Linked DNA regions of Gossypium arboreum: region 2 is linked to region 1. A link is a contact called in public Hi-C data. All regions are on one chromosome and are shown on one strand. Each heading gives the region's core, a stretch centred on a gene start, on an enhancer-like site or on the middle of the called end of the contact. The rest is flanking DNA. Distances are from core to core; before and after follow the strand shown. Region 1 holds the start of LOC108464611 (nitrate regulatory gene2 protein). Region 2 holds the start of LOC108461240 (ras-related protein RABD2a-like).

Region 1 (5,816 bases), core at 2,379-4,878:
GAATCTCCAATTGTGAATGAGGGTTAAAAGTTAGAGGGAAAAAAATTCAAAAAAAAAAAAGGGTTAAAGAGGGATGGAGAATCAGATGCCAGTGATTACAGCATAGTGGAGCGGCATCTTCATGGCTCTAAGCTGAATTAGAAAGGCTCAAAGTCTTGAAGCTAGAAAGTCTACTGCAAAAGTTGTGATTTGAAAGAAGAAAAGTATAAGAAAAAGAAGGAGGTCCAGTGAGTGAAATAGGAGGGAAAATAAACCTCCCTTTCACCATTTTCAATCTTTTGCCTTTAACCTCCCACCACTTTTGGTGTGGAATATCTATGTTTGCAGTGCTTTGTGGTGTGGGTCTTTCTTTTTGAATTTGGGTTCCCCATTTTATGCGTCTTTTTCTTGCTCATTAAAAAACAAGGAGAAGATCACCACATTTAATCTTTACTCATAGTTCACGAGGATGCAGGAGTTCAATATTCAAAGGTATCTGGCGTGTTGGATTTTACCATTTATATCTCTCCAAACAAAAACAAGAGTCAAGTTTTTTGCAATTTTAATTTTTTTTACTATAAATTGCTTATTTCTATTTCCTTTTACTTGTTAAATTTTATATTTTGAGTTATCCATTATTTTTGAAATATGTAAAGACTTGATATATATATATATATATATATATAATTTTATAGTTAGACAACTTTTTAACACGTTTTAAAAAATAAAATAGCTTCAAAAGTTTCCTTAAAAAGTATAGGATTAATGCACATTTCAGTCCCTAACATTATTAGATATTTCTAGTTTAGTCGCTAACATTATTAAAAAAATTTAAAAATATAAAAATATTATAATTATTAAGAAATAGAAAAATTTAAAATTTAAAATTTAAAAATACAGAAAAACATTAAAACTATTGAAATAGAAAATAAAAATTATAAAATTACAAAAATAAAAAATAAAAATACATATTAAAAATTATAAAAATATTAAAATTACAAAATATTGAAAATAGAAAAACTTATAAAATTATAAAAATTATAAAATATGAAAATTTTAAGATTTACTAAAAATTAAAAAATTTAAAAGTTTAATATTTTTAAAATTTTATAAATCATGTTTATTAGAACTTGAACATGAGATCATTGTCTCTTGAAATAAAATTATTCTTTATTATTTAAATAATTTGAAAAAAACCTTGTCCAAATTTATGACATAAAAAAGGTCTACAAAATATAAGTTTCAATTGATTGAATTATAAAACAATTATTTTGGGTGATATTCTTCCAAGAGACAACGATCCTATGCTCAAGCTCTAATAAATATGATAATGAAATTTTAAAAATATTAAAATTTCTAATATATCTTTTAAAATTTTTAGAAAATTTAAGTTTTTATATTTTTATAATTTTTTGTAAATTTATAAATTTTCTATTTTAATAATTTTTTAATTTTTAAAATATTTTTTGTATTTTTTTTTTGTATTTTTAAAGGTTTTTTTTTGGATGATGGTGTAACAGTGACGCCATTGTATGACATGTGGCAACATATGATTGAGTGACTGAATTTTTTAACGTCTAAATGATTGAACTGGGAATATCTAGTAACGTTAGAGATTAAATTGGGCCAAAAAATTTTAAGAACTAAAGCGAAAAACTAATATAATTTAAGGACTAAAGTGTACATTAAACCAAAAATATATATAGTATTTGTTCAACTACGTATAATATATGTGACATTGTGTTTTAAAAATATGTTAAATTAAAAAAAACTCGAGATAAAAAATAAGTAAATGACTTTTTAGTACCTTTCAATTTCAAATTGAGTAAATTAATCCCTAACAAAAACCTTAGAGTAATTTAATCTTTGTCTTTCAAAAGTGAGTAACTAAAGGAATTAATCATAGTGTTAATGGCTTCCGTTAATCGTACATAATTTTGATTAATATATTAACAAATTTAGCGTTTAATGTTTACATATTTTATAATTTTAGCATTAATTCTAAAAATTTAAAAATTCGCCTCAACATTTATGCATTTACATAAATATTACAAGATAAATTTGTTAATTTAGGATTAAATTGATGAAATGTATAAATTTTAAGGGTTAAATTTATTATCATAACAATCAAATTCATTTACAATTGATGAAAAATGTTAACAATGAGATTAATTATCTTAATTGCTCATTTTTAAAATTATTTTTGAGATATCAATTTATTCAAATTTGCAATTAAAAGGATCGGGAGTAGAGGTGTGCATGGGTCGGGCCGGGCTCACTGAAAATTTTAGGCCCATTTTCTAGGCCCGGCTCGCCCACTCAAATATGGGCCTAAAATTTGTCCAAACCCGACCAAATAAAATTGTTAAGCCCGAGCCCGGCCCGGCCCGACCCATATTAAATTTTTTAACTTATTTCATTAAATAAAAATTTTTAAAACATATTAAATAATCAAATACATTTAAAACAAATATTAAAACAAAAATCAAATAAAAATATATTAAAATAATTTTTAAAACAATACACAAATTGAAAATATAATAAAAATTAATTATATTAAAATTAAAAATAAAATATAAATATGATTAAAAATAAAAAATATATATATATTTAGTATATAATTTGGGCGGGCAGGCAAAAAATTTTACTCGAGCCCGGCCCATTTTCTAAATAGGCCTCGTTTTTTTGCCCAAACCTGTATTTCGAGTCTATATTTTTACTCGAACCCTCCCATTTTTCGAGCGGACTTTTAAGCCAGGCCGGGTAGCCTGACCCATGCACACTCTAATCGGGAGAGTTCATTTTATAAAAAAATTAAATATATATAAGAAAATAAAACAAAAATCTCAAAAATTGTCCTTTGTGCGAAAAACAAGACCTAGGCAAAGCAGTCTTTTAGGCTCAAGGTTTAGGGTTATCCCAAGACCAAAACGGCATCCATCTTTAACCTGCACTCAAAGGGCAACAAATTTTTTATTAATAATCAAGACACCCCCACCCTAAAAAACAACAAATTTTTTTAATCCTCTCTCTTTTCTTTAACTGTTTGTGGATAATCAATGTCTACCCTTTAATTATGCCCTTATCTTTCCCACCGCCCCCACTGTAACCCACAATGTGAAAACAAAAAGCAGCCTTCTGCAACCGCAAACACCAACTTATTTAATTAACCAACCTATTTTTACATATAATTAATTACTAAATCTCCCTCCTTCCACTCATTTAAAATCACCCAATCCAACTCTAATTTTTTAATAAAATACTTCTAGTATTAAAATAAAATTTAATTCTATTCATAGTAATTTTTAGACAATTTCTTAAAATACACAAATTATTGAATTAGACTATTTTTTCAAAAATTACGAGATTAAAGTTTTTAACTGATTTATAAAAAAATGCTTCTAATTGTCTCCAATATTTTTTTTATTTTTTGCTGCCATAGATTCATAATCTATTTACAATTTATTCTTAAATAATATAATATTATTTTTTTAAGTAACAGCTGCTACACTTAATCTAATAATTTTTTTTTAAAAGGGCTCTTTTTCAAAAATTTACTCAATTTTTATCCCACCAAAATACTAGCATTTGATTTGATTTATGAATTTTTGGATTTTTTTAAAGCCCTAGAAGACCCCGCCACAATACCAAAAAGGAAAAAGTTCAAATACCCCATCAGCTATTATTACCTTGCACTTCAGTTCCTTTCATTATTCAATTGTTAACAAAGCTTAAACCGGGCGCCCCTGCTACACTACGCGCCACCGTCTGCTCAGCATTTATTTGCTGATTTTTTTTTTTCTTTTTTCATGTTTGACCAAATAGTGTGTTAGGATGGGTTGTACGGCGTCAAAGCTAGACAATGAAGAGATCGTAAGGCGGTGCAAGGACCGGCGACGCTTGATGAAGGAAGCCGTTCATGCTCGACATCACCTAGCCTCGGCTCACGCCGACTACTGCCGCTCTCTTCGTGTAACCGGCTCGGCTCTCGCCTCCTTCGCGGCCGGTGAGCCTATTTCCGTCTCCGACGAAACCCCTGCCGTTCTTCTCCACCCTCCCAACCCATCTCCTCCACCAGCTAATCCCACCACTCTACGTGTCCCTCCATCTCCCTCCCCTTCCCTGCACCCTCCCCCTCCTCCTTTCTTTCCTTCCCCTTCCCCTTCTCCGACTATAGCTAGCTCGAAACTCCCTCACATACTCTCCGGTTCTAGTGTCTCATCTCCGGTACCCGCACCCAATCGTCGTCGGCCACGTAAGATACCCCCGAAACTCCCTCACATTTTGTCCGAATCGAGCCTTTCTTCTTCTCCTCGAAGCTCGAAATCTGGGTTTTCCAACCACTTTTTCCCTACAGCTTATCCAGCTAATTCCACGTACTCAGCCACTCCTTCCCAAGCTTCTTCCGTTTGGAACTGGGAAAATTTTTACCCTCCCTCACCACCAGACTCCGAATTCTTTGACCAAAAAGTACAACAACGAAAGCAACCTCATCATTTAGATTCTAACTACCCTGAAGATACGGAAGATACCGAAACGGAAAAATCAGAATATGATTTCTTCCGTCCACAAAAGCTGAACCACCGTTACAACATCAGTTCCGGTAATGCCAAGAGTAATTTTGACGAGGAAACGGAAAGGGAAGAAGTGCATTGCAGCGAATGGGGGGACCATGATCATGATCGTTTTACTACAACGAGTTCATCGGATGAAGAGGGATATGATGACGTGGCATCCAGATCCGAGATCGGGACCCGCGACAGTTTCCGGTCTTCGAGGAGAGGGGAGTCGGAGAAGTTGCATCATCTTCGTCAGACTCCTCCGCCGGTAGAACCGCAGCCACGGCAGCAGATGTACGGAGCAGCCGCAGGCAATAAAATGGATGATAAGTCGGAGGATGCAAGATTGTCTGCGGGCGGTTATGGAACGGGCGCTATGATGGATATGACGATGGTTGTCAGGCATAAGGATTTGAAAGAGATCGTCGATGCGATCAAAGAGAATTTCGATAAGGCTGCCGCCGCCGGAGATCAAGTTTCCGAGATGCTTGAGATCAGTAGAGCTCAGCTAGATAAAAGTTTCAGGCAGTTGAAAAGTAAGCCTCGGATATGGAAATTTAAGCTTATTTTAGTTGCAGTTCAAATTGATGTCATCTTGTTTACTTAAATTTATAATTTATTTTACTCATTTTTAAATTTACAGAGACAGTATATCATTCAAGTAGCATATTCAGTAACCTGAGCTCAAGCTGGACTTCAAAGCCGCCGTTGGCGGTGAAATACCGACTTGACGCGACTGCCCTCAATGAACCGGGCGGTTCAAAGAGCCTTTGCTCTACTTTGGACCGGCTCCTTGCTTGGGAGAAGAAACTCTACGAGGACGTTAAGGTAACATAAATGCTTTCCCTTTCCCTTTCCCTTTCTCTTTTACTTTTACTTTTTCTTATGTACTACTTAGGTCAAATCCGGCTCAACTCTGAATTCAGTCTAAATTAATATGATTATTAGACACCGAGGGATCTCAGACAAGAAAAAAGGGGGGTTGGGTCGGAGAGGTGAAGCTTGGGTTAGTATTGTAGCATTGTTTCCTGTCCTGCTTTTCTTGATTGTCAATGTACTGGAAGTTTTCTTGTCTGGGAATATTTTCTTCTGCATCGGTGAATGATATTTCGTTTCTTATCTTCAAGTTTGCTTAAATTAGTGTTGGTTGGTAGAGAACGAAGGTGCTCTCACTTAATTTACCTATTTCCTTGCACAATAAGTTATTCAGTTTGATAGTTTGCTGCTTATCTTTTATATTCAATGCAAGGGGAATAATACTTGTTGGTAGTTTCATGA
Region 2 (5,816 bases), core at 2,285-4,784, 260 kb after region 1:
CAAAATATCTACATAATTTTACTTAATGGTCTAATTACCATATAAGGATCTCAAGTTTTGAATTCCATAGCTATTTAATCCTTATAGCTACTAGAATTCAACTTTTGCATTTTATGCGATTTGGTCCTTTTCGTAATTAAGCACATAATCGATAAAATTTTCTTTTCAAAATTTTCACATGACATTAATAACATAATACGGACCATATAATAAAATAAAAATAAATTTTATTTTCAGCTCGGATTTGTGGTCCCGAACCACTGTTCCGATTTCACCGAAATTGGGCTGTTACAATAATTACATTTAAGAACCTCTGGAGCCATGTAATATGAGCTTCCCATAATCTCATTGAATCGTTCACCTGCTAAAAGAGAGCATTCTTGAGCTGCTTGAGCATAAATATAAAAAAGAGATAGCTGAAGCAGTCCTATAGTTACATGGACCTATAGTTCCTAGAAAACAATCGCTTTGAGATAGAATGATTGTGTGTATGTAAAACCTTGTTCCACAATGATCCAGCCTCATCCACTCTATTATCCATATCAAATACAAGCATAAGGGTGCCATATGTTCCTATCATAGCTCATTGTTATTTGCTCAACATCCACTTTGTCACCTGAGTATCAGTGACTTCATGAAATCTAATTTAACTCGAGAAAATACTAAACATAACAAAGCTGACAACCACAACTTAAATTATAGCATCTTGAACAAATAGGTTGAATCAGTAGAAGCACACCAAATAATCATTCAATGAATCTTTCAGCATGAGAAAACCAGAGGAAGATGCAAAATTTAAGTTCCCTACCCCCTATTTTTCTTATGGTAAAAAGGGCAGCAGACTAATGATGAAAAATATAAACATGTTAATTGCAATAATTACATTCACACGATAACAAAATGAAATACAGGAGAAACCATTTTCTTTAAGTCAATAAGGACTATGCATTATGTATATAGCAATTCAAAGAACTAAAACGCAAGGTTGTCACCTTTTTCTTCTTGCTTCTTCTTCTTTTCTCTGGGAACAAAGTTTCCATCATTTTGGCTATACAATCTGACTTTGTCTTTGCATATTGTATCCGCTGCACCAAATTAATCATACAGTCAATCAAACCTAAGAATCATTACAACTAAAACTGCATATAAATTAAGCCCGAAAAAGAAATTGATTGCAATCAAAAGTGATGCCTAGAATAAAGTAAGTTTGGTTCAAGCAGCCACCGCAAAATAAAGCAAGTTTGGTTCAAGCTGCAAATGGTGTTATTGATGAGTAGCAAAAGCCTTCCATGGTTGCAAAAGGAACAATAGCCCTAATTTATATAGGAAAAAATAAAATGGCTCCTAAAATTTCAGTAAAATGGGTTCTTAGTAAATAATAGAATAACTCCAACAACATTAGTACAAAACATATTTCAATCAATGGCTATACAGTAACAGTGAAATCACAAAACAAATGCAACACAAACATCATTAAAAATTGGAATTAAACTTCAAATACCAAATCCATACTACAACTAAAAACTATACCCAATGTAGAACAAATAAGCAAATTAAACTTACAATTCTATCAAGATTGAGTGCCTTTTGTCCAGAGCCAGTTGAATCTCTTTCCTTCCACAAGTGATGCTCGTTCTTTCCAACCTTTTTCACTGGTTTCCTGCACCCTAAAAAATTTAGTAACTTTGGGCTTCTAATTCAAGATTTTGATAAATTGAATTCAATCTTTTAAAAGACACCCACTTATCAACAACTCTGGAAATGCCCAGTGATTGTTCACCCAGCTTTTGTGAACATTTAACATAGGGAGTTCTGCAAATTGAAAGCCCATGACCTAATGAAAATGCTACTTCGTTTAAACCTAGAAAAAAGTTCAACCTTTTTCAATTACAAATGTTCAGTAAAATAATATGGCAACCTGGAAAAGGAAAATGAGACCTGAAAGTTTCAATTTATCAACCTTGTTTTTGGACCATGTAGATAATGGATAACTTCTTGAATGAATATGACTATAAGCCATTGATTTACTTCTCTATTCAATAGAAAGAAAAAAAAATTACCATAAAAACAAGCAGAGCCTTACTGAGCACCAGGCAATTCCAGTGATAGGTTGGAACCGCTCAGGAGCGGTAAACGAAGTGTGGGTCTTTGGCCTTCAGGTTGATTTGCTTCCTTTCAGGTTGATTTGAGCGTGAGATTGTTGATGGCTAAAGAAAAAAAAAAGGTGAAATCATTGAGAAATTTCAATCTGAGGGTGTTTTCGAAAGGGAAAATAAGGTCATTTGGTGGAGAGGCTAGAATAGCCAATTCGGCACCTCCTCCTCTGAATGGCTATTCAATAATTTTCGGAATGAAGTTGTAATCGCCATTCGGTGTTCTAAGCATTCCAATGAACCAAACCTCTGTTTTACTATAGAAATTGGAACCATCTTGTAATAGTTTTGCCATTACATTGAACCAAACGAAGCGTTAGCATTATCCTTGTATTGACACTTAAAGAGGCATATGCCAATGGCCAACATGATTCAATCTTTGCCAAATTTGTACCCTCAATATCAGTGACCATTACAATTGAGTTTTTATAATAAATAATTAATAATAACAATTAATTGAGAATAACAATAAGGAAATTGATAATGCGTTAGTATTTTTGGTGGCATATATCATCATAATGGAAGGTAAGAATTTTGTGCCAATTATGGGTGGGTTTACATAGGCGGTAGGGTATGGTGCAGTGCATTTAACTTATTTTTTGTCACACGTTACAGTATCGTTATAGTATCTAATATCACCACCACCAATGTTTTTACACTAACCGTAGTTAAATGCACCGCCCATCCAAACCCACCCTAAACATTGTAAATTGATGAAAAATGACATTAAATTGAGTTTTCAATCAATTTTTTAAAGACTAAAAATGGAAAAAGAGTATAAAAGTGAGCCTACAATCAAGAGATTACTAAATCCTAAATCGATAAGTTTACTCCATAATCTGAACCTATGTTTCTCAAAATCATTGAATTTTCAGTAAATTATTTTTTTTACTGAGAATTATTCTTGGGGTTTTCAATCAATTGCAAGGACTTTTCAAAGAATAATTTTGTGCAATTGGGAAGTTTGGGTTATGAGAGTACTGAGTGAAATCACTCCTTAGATTCTTTAATTTTGTGTGTTATGTGACAATAAATAAAATAAAATAATAAAATAATATTTTAGAAAAAATTAAAGAAAAAAGAAAATAAAAAACTAGTCCTTGATGATTTTTTGTTTGGAGAAATAAATTGCAAAGGAAATTTATTTATTTATAATTTTTGACCTTTAAAAACGAAAAAGAAATTCAAATCCACCGTTGCATTTTTCTTAAACAGTAATGAAGTGAGCCACAAAGCCCAGCCCCAAAAACAAACACTGGAACTTGATCAGATCCATTATTGTTTGTTTCTTGAGTAAACGTCAATGGCCCAGTTCAATCGACTCCAGACCCAGATCCAAAGAGTTCCTTAGAACCAAACGAAGAATTGCCGTTTACTTCAATTTTAAATATACTCTCCCTGCTTCAGGCTTCAGGCTTCAGGCTTCCACCCGCTTGCGTTTGCGTGTCTTCTCATCTCTGCTTTTGCCCCCTTTTATCTTTCTTCTTCTTCTTGTCCTTACTTCAGCCGAATTTTTCCGGCGAAACGGCGTCAGATCTTTGTGATCTATAGCCGGAAATTTCATTTCGAGTTCGACGATCTCACCCTTCGATCTTTCTATTTTCTTCAGCCTACCATGAATCCCGAATAGTAAGTTCTCTCTTTATTTTTATTTTAGTAGTATTTTTAACTTTTTTTTTTGCGCTGTTTTATTATTTCGTGACGTTATTTTTCTTCTTGGTGGTGCGATGACGCTCGAAATTTTTGTAAGAAACTATAATTCTCGGTGTTGAAAGTCGCTAGGTTTTGCTCTTAGATCTGTTGATGGAATTGGGATTTTCTTTTCTCGTCTGTATTTGTTTCTAAAGTTGTCTTATTTCCAACTGGGGTTTCTCTCTGGGATTTAGTGAAAAAAAAGAGGAAAAGATGCGAGCTTTGATGCGTTCTTCAATTATTCACGCCCTTCCTTTGTAGTATCTATATGGTATAAGAAAAAATTAAATGGATTTTGGTTTGAACTGGATTCTAAATAGTATTAAGATATACTGTAAGTTCCGATGTCTTTGCCAAATCGATTATTTGTGATGAAGAAGCAAATCTAACTCGAAAAAGCGTCCATTGATTGAACTTTTCAAGGGTGATGTAGCAAACATATGCTCACCTGCTCTAACTTGAATGGAATTGAAATGAATTTTATATTGAGGCACCAACAAAATTAAGAATTCAACTGTCAATGACGCGGAATTGTTAGGGTTGACCTTTGGTAAATAATTTGGTGTTCTGAGTTTTTATTGCTGACAATATCAACTTTAGTTTTGGTTTCTGAAATAGTCTCTTTGTGTTGTCTGTTTTGCATCGTTTATGGAAATCAACTTTTTGTTGTGCGTGGTATAATTAGAGATATCATGTTCTTACATCATTGAGAAGTATGTTAATATTATCTGTGGTTGCACACTTTTGCAGTGACTATCTTTTCAAGCTACTTCTTATTGGAGATTCAGGTGTTGGAAAATCTTGCCTTCTTTTGAGATTTGCTGTAAGTTTCTTGACTTAAATTGGCATTTGAGATTAAATCTCTTTACTTTTTAGAGTTCTGTTGCACATTCAAGATATTTGTATGAGCACCTTTATATTTATATTCGCTTTTGATGTTATGGATTGTACTAATGAGTAATAATTGATTTAAATGTTCCATTGCTTATATAATGCATAGTGAGAATAAAATTTGTACTTCGATGGAGGACAATTTTGGTAGCTGAATTATATATATTTTTTATATTGGAAATATCAAGTCTCCAGATATTTTCAGATGGTTATGCGGGACTAAATCTTGAAACTGATCATTATGTAATTTATTTAATGCAGGATGATTCATATGTAGAAAGTTACATAAGCACCATTGGGGTTGATTTTGTGAGTACACAGTCCTTAGTGTTAGTTTGACTTTTAAGTGCCAAAATTTATGGCAATTATTCTAATTTCTTGTCTTCTTGCTTTCTTTTTTTGGTAGAAAATACGCACTGTGGAGCAGGATGGGAAGACCATTAAACTTCAAATTGTATGTTTTTTCATGTTTTTTATTTAATTTCATTTCTTTGAATATTTTCTATCCTAGGTCATCAAGGTAATATTCCTTGTAGAATGAGTTGTCTCCTCATCTGCTCCTCTTCATTGGCTGTTTTTTTTTTTTTTTTTCCATTTGTATATTCCCATTTTATTAATTTAGTCCCAGAAAATTGCTCATAATCCTTTGACACTTGGCATACTTGGCATTAAAGCTTCTTGATGATTAACTAGTTAATTTGCTTTTGATTCAATGTACAGTGGGACACTGCTGGACAAGAAAGATTTAGGACAATCACTAGCAGCTACTATCGTGGGGCCCATGGCATAATAGTGAGTGTTCTTTTCCTTTCTAGCTTTTCTCATTGCGGTTCCTTTTTTGGTTTTTCCAATTCTTATGTATGCTTCTCTTAAACTTTTTCTTATTCCTTCTTTTCATTTCCCTTTTGCTGTTTGCTCCTGTATTAGATTGTTTATGATGTGACAGACCAAGAAAGCTTCAATAACGTTAGGCAATGGCTGAGTGAAATTGATCGCTATGCTAGTGATAATGTTAACAAAATACTGGTTGGAAACAAGTGTGATCTTACAGCGAATAAAGTTGTGTCATACGAAACAGGC

The links. Hi-C and Micro-C count contacts between places; a contact is called where the count stands out from the background.
Region 2: a Hi-C map of leaf shows a contact between it and region 1, with 3 times the contacts expected there. The contact joins the promoter of LOC108461240 here to the promoter of LOC108464611 in region 1. A contact is called at or near these places in 2 of 5 Hi-C or Micro-C datasets (both in leaf).

Annotation. Positions count from the first base shown.
Region 1 is chr8:132,232,655-132,238,470 of ASM2569848v2, forward strand. It overlaps LOC108464611 (nitrate regulatory gene2 protein), which reads left to right and starts at 3,629. Exons shown (of 4, transcript XM_017764976.2): 1 at 3,629-5,074; 2 at 5,182-5,366. The coding sequence starts at 3,814.
Region 2 is chr8:132,497,458-132,503,273 of ASM2569848v2, forward strand. LOC108461240 (ras-related protein RABD2a-like) reads left to right here and starts at 3,535. Exons shown (of 8, transcript XM_017761010.2): 1 at 3,535-3,782; 2 at 4,596-4,668; 3 at 4,998-5,045; 4 at 5,143-5,190; 5 at 5,457-5,528; 6 at 5,664-5,816. The coding sequence starts at 3,769. It overlaps LOC108461988, which reads right to left and starts at 2,540. Exons shown (of 5, transcript XM_017761998.2): 1 at 2,061-2,540; 2 at 1,744-1,861; 3 at 1,564-1,667; 4 at 993-1,085. The coding sequence starts at 1,831.